2 separate regions of the Mus musculus genome follow, and region 2 is linked to region 1. The links are chromatin contacts, called in public ChIA-PET maps. All regions are on one chromosome and are shown on one strand. The core of a region is the stretch at or near the end of the contact, and the rest is flanking DNA. Distances in the headings are between cores, read along the strand shown. Region 1 overlaps Cry1 (cryptochrome 1 (photolyase-like)). Region 2 holds the start of Mterf2 (mitochondrial transcription termination factor 2).

Region 1 (3,678 bases), core at 908-3,407:
ATCCTACTTTAGCATTGACTATTGAGTCAAGCTTTAAAATCCTTTTCATGACATAATTAATTTGTTTAGTGATTAATTAGGTAGATAATCCATAACACTTCTGCTCTATTTAGGAATTGTGTGGGCACTGGAAAGTGCTAAGCCTGGCCTTACTCAGAACTTTCTGGCCAGTGGCTAGTCCTTCTCCATCTTTCTCCATGCCATTGAACTGTATAGATAGTCAAAGGTGGTGCTTCTTCTTCTTCTTCTTCTTCTTCTTCTTCTTCTTCTTCTTCTTCTTTTTTTTTTTTTTCGAGACAGGGTTTCTCTGTGTAGCCCTGGCTGTCCTGGTGCTCACTTTGTAGACCAGGCTGGCCTCGAACTCAGAAATCCTCCTGCCTCTGCCTTAAAGGTTCTTCTTTACCTTCACTGTATCCTTGACTTTTTTATATCTTCTTTGCCTTAGAGTAGGAGTAAAAGACAAGAAATGCTTTCTTCCTTCTGCTTTTTCACAGTGTGTCAGTATTACCCATTTGTGCTACAAAGTTGTCTTTTATCCTAGAAGGCTGTAAGCAGTTTCTGTATATGGTGCACATGTTCAAGTACCTTTCCTAGCTCTGTGGACATTACAACATCACAGTTTTAGCTCTCATAAACTGGTGGATGAAATTAGTTATCACTCCTTGGAAGGAAGGCATTTTAGAGTTGTTCTGAGGCAGTTTTAGTTGTTAAAATGGCTGAAGGAAGCTAGAGGACCTGGACAGGCCAGAAGTGGGACACTGTCTTTAGTGTAGCCTGTGGTGCCTCAGACAGTAATGTGTAGCCTCAGACTTGAGTCCAGAACAGAGTTTCTCATATTCTGAATGGAAGTCCAAATTCATTGTGTATCAAACCAGGGGTATTGAAATACTACTTTATATAGAGATTTTCTGGGTTCACTTAATACCTGTACACATCAAGAGAAGCCTCAGAACTTCAATAAGTCATGCTTATTACCCCAGTGAGTCATATCACCAAGAACAGCAGGGCTCATCCTATTTGAGACACCCAGTGACACAACTTCACCAGTCTGCTGGGTTTGCAGCTTTTGAATTAAAAATTTTTTTATATAATGTCTTATTTTTTCAGTCACGGTTTTGCTGAGTTTGCCAGGTGGCATTGAGTTTAGATACTCCTGTATCAGTAGCCTAAAGATTCTAGAATGCTAGAATACAGGTGTGTACTGCCAGGCCTGACCTTCAGCTTTTTTCATTATTTCTTTAATTTCTTAATTTTTGATGTTTGAGAACTGAACCTAGAGCCTTGACCATGCTAAGTGAATGTTCTACTGTTGTACTGCACACATAATCATTTTCTTGGGTCACACCTGAGCAACCACACTAAAAGCCCTGTTCTGCCTCTGTTGGTTCTTTGGAAGGGCTTGTGAGAAGGTTACCTATAAATTTTGTTTTGATTGCAACACATTGGTTTTAGAAACAACTTTTTGTTCTGCTATGTCTCTGGACCTGTGCTTTTAATTCTGAGCCTGACAAGTGCAGAATTCACCTTCGTGATGTGTACTTCATCTGGATTAAATGCTTGAGTATTGGCTGTTAAGAAAATGTGTATCACAGTTGACAGAATAAATGAAAGAACTAAGAGTTTGCTAGAAATTTTAAAAATGGAGCATATAAAAACCTTATTCCATACTTAGAGACACACAAATTGCTATTTATAGTTTTTAAATCTCTAATCAAATACTTTGGGGTATGGCTGAAAACCCTTCTTTTTTTATTATTTATGGTAGTAGGTCCACATCTTTTTTTTTCATATGTACAGAATACATGGAGATGTTCTTCATGTGATTTTAATGATTTTAGTATATATTCTTTAAGTCGGGTCTCTAGGGTCGACACTGTATGGTTTTGGTTTAGAGAGTCTAAGAGTAATCTCCACTGGTGACTGTTATGACACAGTGTAGAAACTATGGCATAGGACAGATGACTGTGTTATATGAATTCATAATGTCTTGTTTTCAGTAGCAGTGGGATTATGTTGTATCTTGCCATTGCCTTTTTCAGACTATTTTATAGACAGAACTAGAAATACTAGTTATATAAGCTGTCCTAGCACAGACTAGAAAGTAGGTCATTGTGATGGGAGTATGCTAAACCACCCACTGGTTGCTATAGCGATGACCTACTTTAGAAACTATTTCTGTTGATTCATGTTGAAATCATCTTTTGGAAGTGGCATAAGGAAGTTACTACATGTACGTTTTTATAGTAGTAAAAGGTAGTGATTTCTAGAGGAAAATTCCTTAAAATATTTAAAATGAAGAAGTGCATTAATCTCTTCGTGGTTCATTCAGTATTATAATTAAGTTGTGCTTCTATACATTAAGGAGTGCAGTGAGTTTTACTATCATTTGGCCTTTTTAAAAACCATTCTATTGTTTTATTAGCCAGACCTTCAAATGGGAGTAAATGACTATGCAGTGTATGCCAAATTTGCCTGTTCAGTGTCGAATGATGTTTTAAGACATCTTTATATGAATGTTGAAATGATATTCTCTGGAGCACACAGTCTGAACTCTGAGTGACCCCATTCTAAATTGAGGGCAAAGGACAAAGGGTTAGATTTTGTATAGCTTTCAAATAATAGTTTTTATTTATCACCAAAAAGAAATTTCACTGATCAGTGACTTGACACTTTGAACCTACACTATTGAAGGTTTATTTTCTGTAGTACTACCACAGAATCACAGGCTTTAAGATGAGTTAATTTTGAGTTTTTATTGTACAGTACCTTTTAAATAGTTAGCTATTTATATTAGCATTGGCTTTGTCACTGGGGAAAATCAAACCTTGGGTTACAGTCACATTCAGGGAAAGGCACACGTTTAGTGCGATCCTGTATAAGCTGAGCATCCAACTAACTCAGTCTCTCCTACTGCTGTGCCCAAGTATTTACATGTATACATACATGTGATTTTGTTTTCAAAAACAGGTATTACCCTTTTTTTCTCTCTCTCTCTTTTTAAGGTGGGTCATGTGGGTTTGCTATAGCCCTTGAACTTGGGATCCTCCTGCTCCACATCTTGAGAATTATGAGTTTACAGTTCCCCGCTCAACCTTAAGAAAGAAATTATTCTGAAGGAGAAGTAACAGTAACTTCTATTTAATGGGTTTTAGCCATTGTGCTACTAGTTGGTTTTATGTGTTTCTAATCCCCTCAAAAGCTATGGAAAACAAGCCCACTAGCATATCCTACTTCAAACCTTTTCAATAGACTATGCAAGACCTATGACGATATTTACCAGATGTAGAAACTAAAACATACGTTAAGAATCAGACACAGGCACTTAATATGAAATCCACAGAAACTAGTGGGGTGTGTGTGTCTATGTATATGTATACATGTGTATACATGCTTGTATGCAGTTGTGTGTGCTGTAAGAAACAATTTGAATTTTTTCTAGGACTAAATACATTCTCCTCTGACAGTTGAGAGAATAGAGAAAGTACCTTCAACTCTAAGACTTAAGACAATAAGATATAACCTTGAGATAGGAATTGGCAAAATTATTTCAGACTGAAGAACAGATCACAGAGTAGTAGCTTGGTACAGAGGAGCAGCAGGAAGCAGGGTAGAAAATGGCCCTGAGATCATTGGATGGCAGCTGAGAACATACTTTGCTCTTTACTATATAAGGAGTGA
Region 2 (3,601 bases), core at 656-3,155, 34 kb after region 1:
GAATTTAATGTGGGTATTTCAGACAGAGTTCATGATCACAGAGCACGGAACACCTGAGTTCTCACACCTCAGTCCATAACTGAGAGACTCAAGAGGGAGCCCAGGAATGGCAAGAACCTCAAAGCATCTCCTGCAACAAGGCCACGCCTCTTCATCCTTCCCAAACAGCTCCACCAGCTGGGGCCCAAGTATTCAAACAAGCCTGTGGGGACCATTCTCATTCAAACCACTATACCCAGTATAACTTTATTTCTTATAGAGACTTCAGAATTGTTTGATTTTTGTAGTTTTCTTTAGGAAAATATACATAGTAGTAGTCTCATCACCTGTTCCTCCTAAGGTTTTTTCTGAGTGTCAGGCCCTAGAAACGCACTGTAAGAAGATGGCAAAGTCTGAGCCCAGTCACTGGCCACAGTCAGTGTGGCTGAGTTAGCAGCTACTTTTGATCACAGTGCACAGGTTGTGTGGAGCCTTGGTGCAAGCTTCCCACACCATGATTCTCAGTTCTGCGTCCCTCTCCTAACAAGTGATTGCACAGCATGCAATTCCAAGTCTTGACTTTAACACCTATAACTTTCTTTCTTCCCCCCCTTTTTTTTTCAATTGTCTGATGGGGGGTGTGGGTTGGCTTTTGAGACAGTGCCTGAAACTAAACAAAACTGGCCTAGATTACTGTGTAATTCCAGGCTGTCTTTGTCTAATCCTTCCCCATGCTGCGATGTGACCACTTATTCCTTTTCTATACTTGACTGTAGTTTCCTTTTCCCAAGTGAGGATAGCACATCTTAACCATGAATCCCAAATTTTTGTAAGAAAGTGTGCAGTAAAATCCATGAATAGAGTGTTGATGTGCTAAGAAGGGTTATTGGACATAGATCACCTACTCATCTAGGTAGTAGCTGCTCAGTTAATTCCGGAGTAGCCTGAGGATCAGAACTGATCTTTAGGAGTCAGGACTCTGTTCCTCTAAAGCCCACAAAGTGTAAACCACACGGCTGTTTTCAGATATGATTAACATTCTGGAGTTCTTAACTGTGGATCAAGCATTGTTCTTAGCTAAGGACATAATCAGGAGCCTCCACTCCACATGAAGGGGAGGTGTCAACCTGAGTGAGAGACCCTTAGAAAGGTAACGAGGCGGGCTATCAGCCTAGGAAACACCATTTTCCTTGCTCTAACTGCATACAGCACAGGGTGGGCACAGGGGACTCTTTCCTGGGTAGCACTTCACTCTCATTGTGGTTACCACGTTAATGTGTTTCAGTTCCTGTTGCCCTGTCCAAGGTCCTAGCGCTGCAGTTCCGCATGCTTGGTGCTGAGGCGGCAGCCTGTAAATATTTATCTGAAGGATGGATGAAAAAGATTCTGGCTTTTGGTTGGCTGGTTTATGAGTGTGGGCATCACGAATAACTTAGAATGTAAAGCAAAAGGCAGTTTAGCAGTATTTGGGCAAAGTCATCTAGGGGTAAAAAGGATGAATGGCATTTAGGGAATCAGACCTGGTGTTTACCGCAGATGTGAGGGGTTTGTTTTGTTTGGACAGGTCAGGTTTCAAAGTTTTAAACTTGAGAATTCTGAATGGCTCCACATTACAGACAACAGGTTCTGATCTGCCCCTCCTCCCTGCCTCTTTCTCTCAACGAGTTGTAACGTTCTCTAAGGGACAAAGAGACTGAACCACCAGAGTTTGCTGAGACAGAAGCGCCAGGTGGCACTGGTGGCAATAGACCCTGTAGTGTGGCTCACTTATTCCCACGGGAGCCTGTACACAGTGTTCTAATTGGCTACGCTCGGGATGGAGGCGTGACTTCCTGCACATCAGTTTCTCGAGCTCTGATTGGTTACCAGCCAAGGCGAAGCCCTGCCAGTTACCTAGGATCTGTTTCCTGAGTGGAGAGGCCTGCGGAACAGGGTGGGAACTTAGCTCAACGCCCAAGGTCTCTCCGCTGTGCTTGGACTGCTGCCCACAGGTAAGCCACCCTATTTCTCCAGCTCTGGCTGAGCCTCAAGCCTGCCTACCGGGGTCAGGGTTAGCAGCTGCCCACCGAGAACGTCCACACAGGCACTCCACCTCGGAGCACTGAAAAAAGGAGGCTGCACACGTAAATAAGAGGCCACGGTAGCGGTCCTGGCAGGGCCCTTCCTCTGACCAACTTTGTGGTTCTTTGCCTACAAATTGGAATTCACTTGAAACTGTCAGATCAGAACTTAATTGGTTTTATTGAGAGGACTGTTTTAATTATAAAAATGTATTTCTCACCTCAGGATTGCTTGAGAGGATTGCATAAGAGAGCAGACTATGTGACCTTTTTAGCAAGAGCATCATTGTACATAGGACACAAGGCTAAGAGGACTGCCATTCTTAGGTGGGCAGCCTTGGGCAAGCTACACCTGCATCCTGGCCTCATCTTTAAGGGGAACTATGGTTTAATGAGGAGTAGATGTGAGGGCTTTGTTTTGTTTTTTAATACTCTGAACTACTATTAACTCGTTTAACATGATCTTTCACCAAGGAATAGCGTCCCCATGTTCCTGATGCCCACACTGCCCACACAGAAAGGTGATATTACTTCCTAAAAAGTCACAGCTAATTGGAGATTAATTCCAAGGCAGTGTAGCTGCGCTAAAGTAACTCACTTTTGCCCTCTGCATTGTTTCATAGCCTGATTTGTTAATTTGCTGTTATTGCCTTGTGCATCGTGTTCTTTGTTTGCTCATTACAGGAAATAACAGTATTCAGTCTCGGCTCTCCCCTGCATACACAGTCACTATGGGCTGCTCATAGTTCTTGCTAACGCCATTTCTGAAGTGAAAAAGGTGTGGGCCTTCCTTATTTTTTTTTTGTAAAGTCTGTAACTCTCAAGTTCTCAGATGGTCTGTGATCCCAACAGAAATATGAAATGTTTGGCCAGGAGAGCTAGTGCCTACCATCCTGACAGCAGCCTGAGCTTAAAACAAACAAACAAACAAAAAAACAAACAAAAAAACCCTACAAGTTGAATGGACAATTGATAAATATTACTATAAAGTAAAAAAACACACCGGGAACTGCCTGCCCCTCTCTTTCCCAGAGTCAGTGATGGCAGCCCATGAAGGGCAGGGAGACAGTTCATTAGAACACGGTGCTGCAAAGTGGGTTGTGTGGGATAGTGAAGCAGAAACGTGAGGGGTCACAGCCATCCCAGGTGGAGCATTGCAGTCCATGGTGCCGTAAACACCCTTAAAGGGGACATGGGGCTTCATCTATTCTGAAACATCAGAGGCATTTCCTTAAGAAAGTGACGCTTACTTCTGAGAGTTGATTGACAAAAGCACAGTCTTTGGAGACTATGTAGTGGGAACAGAGTCCGCCGGGACTGAGAAGTGACTGGTTTGTGAGGAAGGGAGATGGGAATTCAGGTGGCAGAAAGTCTTTTCTACAAATTATTGTATGTCTGTCCTAAAGTGCCACTGAGGTCTATTGCAGAGAGGTGACAGAATCACATTTTAGAAGCTACAGAGGAGTCCTAAATGGACTGACTGAAGCCCTGGAGAAGGACAAAATCGCTCAGGAGAGACTATAAGGTAAGAAGGAAAGCATATTTATTTGTTTGTACATTTG

What was found. ChIA-PET counts read pairs in DNA pulled down with a chosen protein or histone mark.
Region 2: an RNA polymerase II ChIA-PET map of memory CD8 T cells shows a contact between it and region 1, with 121 read pairs. The contact joins the promoter of Mterf2 here to the enhancer-like site in region 1. A contact is called at or near these places in 6 of 484 Hi-C or Micro-C datasets (CD4 T cells, forebrain, muscle stem cells and 3 more), 7 of 115 datasets of contacts at active chromatin or transcription factors (CD8 T cells, the SCID.adh cell line, effector CD8 T cells and 2 more) and 3 of 9 other capture datasets (adipose tissue, liver and pancreatic islet).

The regions. Positions count from the first base shown.
Region 1 is chr10:85,160,395-85,164,072 of GRCm38.p6, reverse strand. The region is part of intron 1 of Cry1 (cryptochrome 1 (photolyase-like)); the gene reads left to right. Among named protein-coding and RNA genes, the nearest start is that of Cry1, 23 kb to the left of the region's middle. Within about 2 kb of position 2,157, at least 134 of the 459 cell types and tissues checked have an H3K27ac peak or open chromatin away from gene starts, as enhancers often do. A contact at or near this core is called in adipose tissue, effector CD8 T cells, forebrain and 4 more, where this site is marked.
Region 2 is chr10:85,126,331-85,129,931 of GRCm38.p6, reverse strand. It overlaps Mterf2 (mitochondrial transcription termination factor 2), which reads left to right and starts at 1,905. Exons shown (of 3, transcript NM_028832.3): 1 at 1,905-1,970; 2 at 3,446-3,564.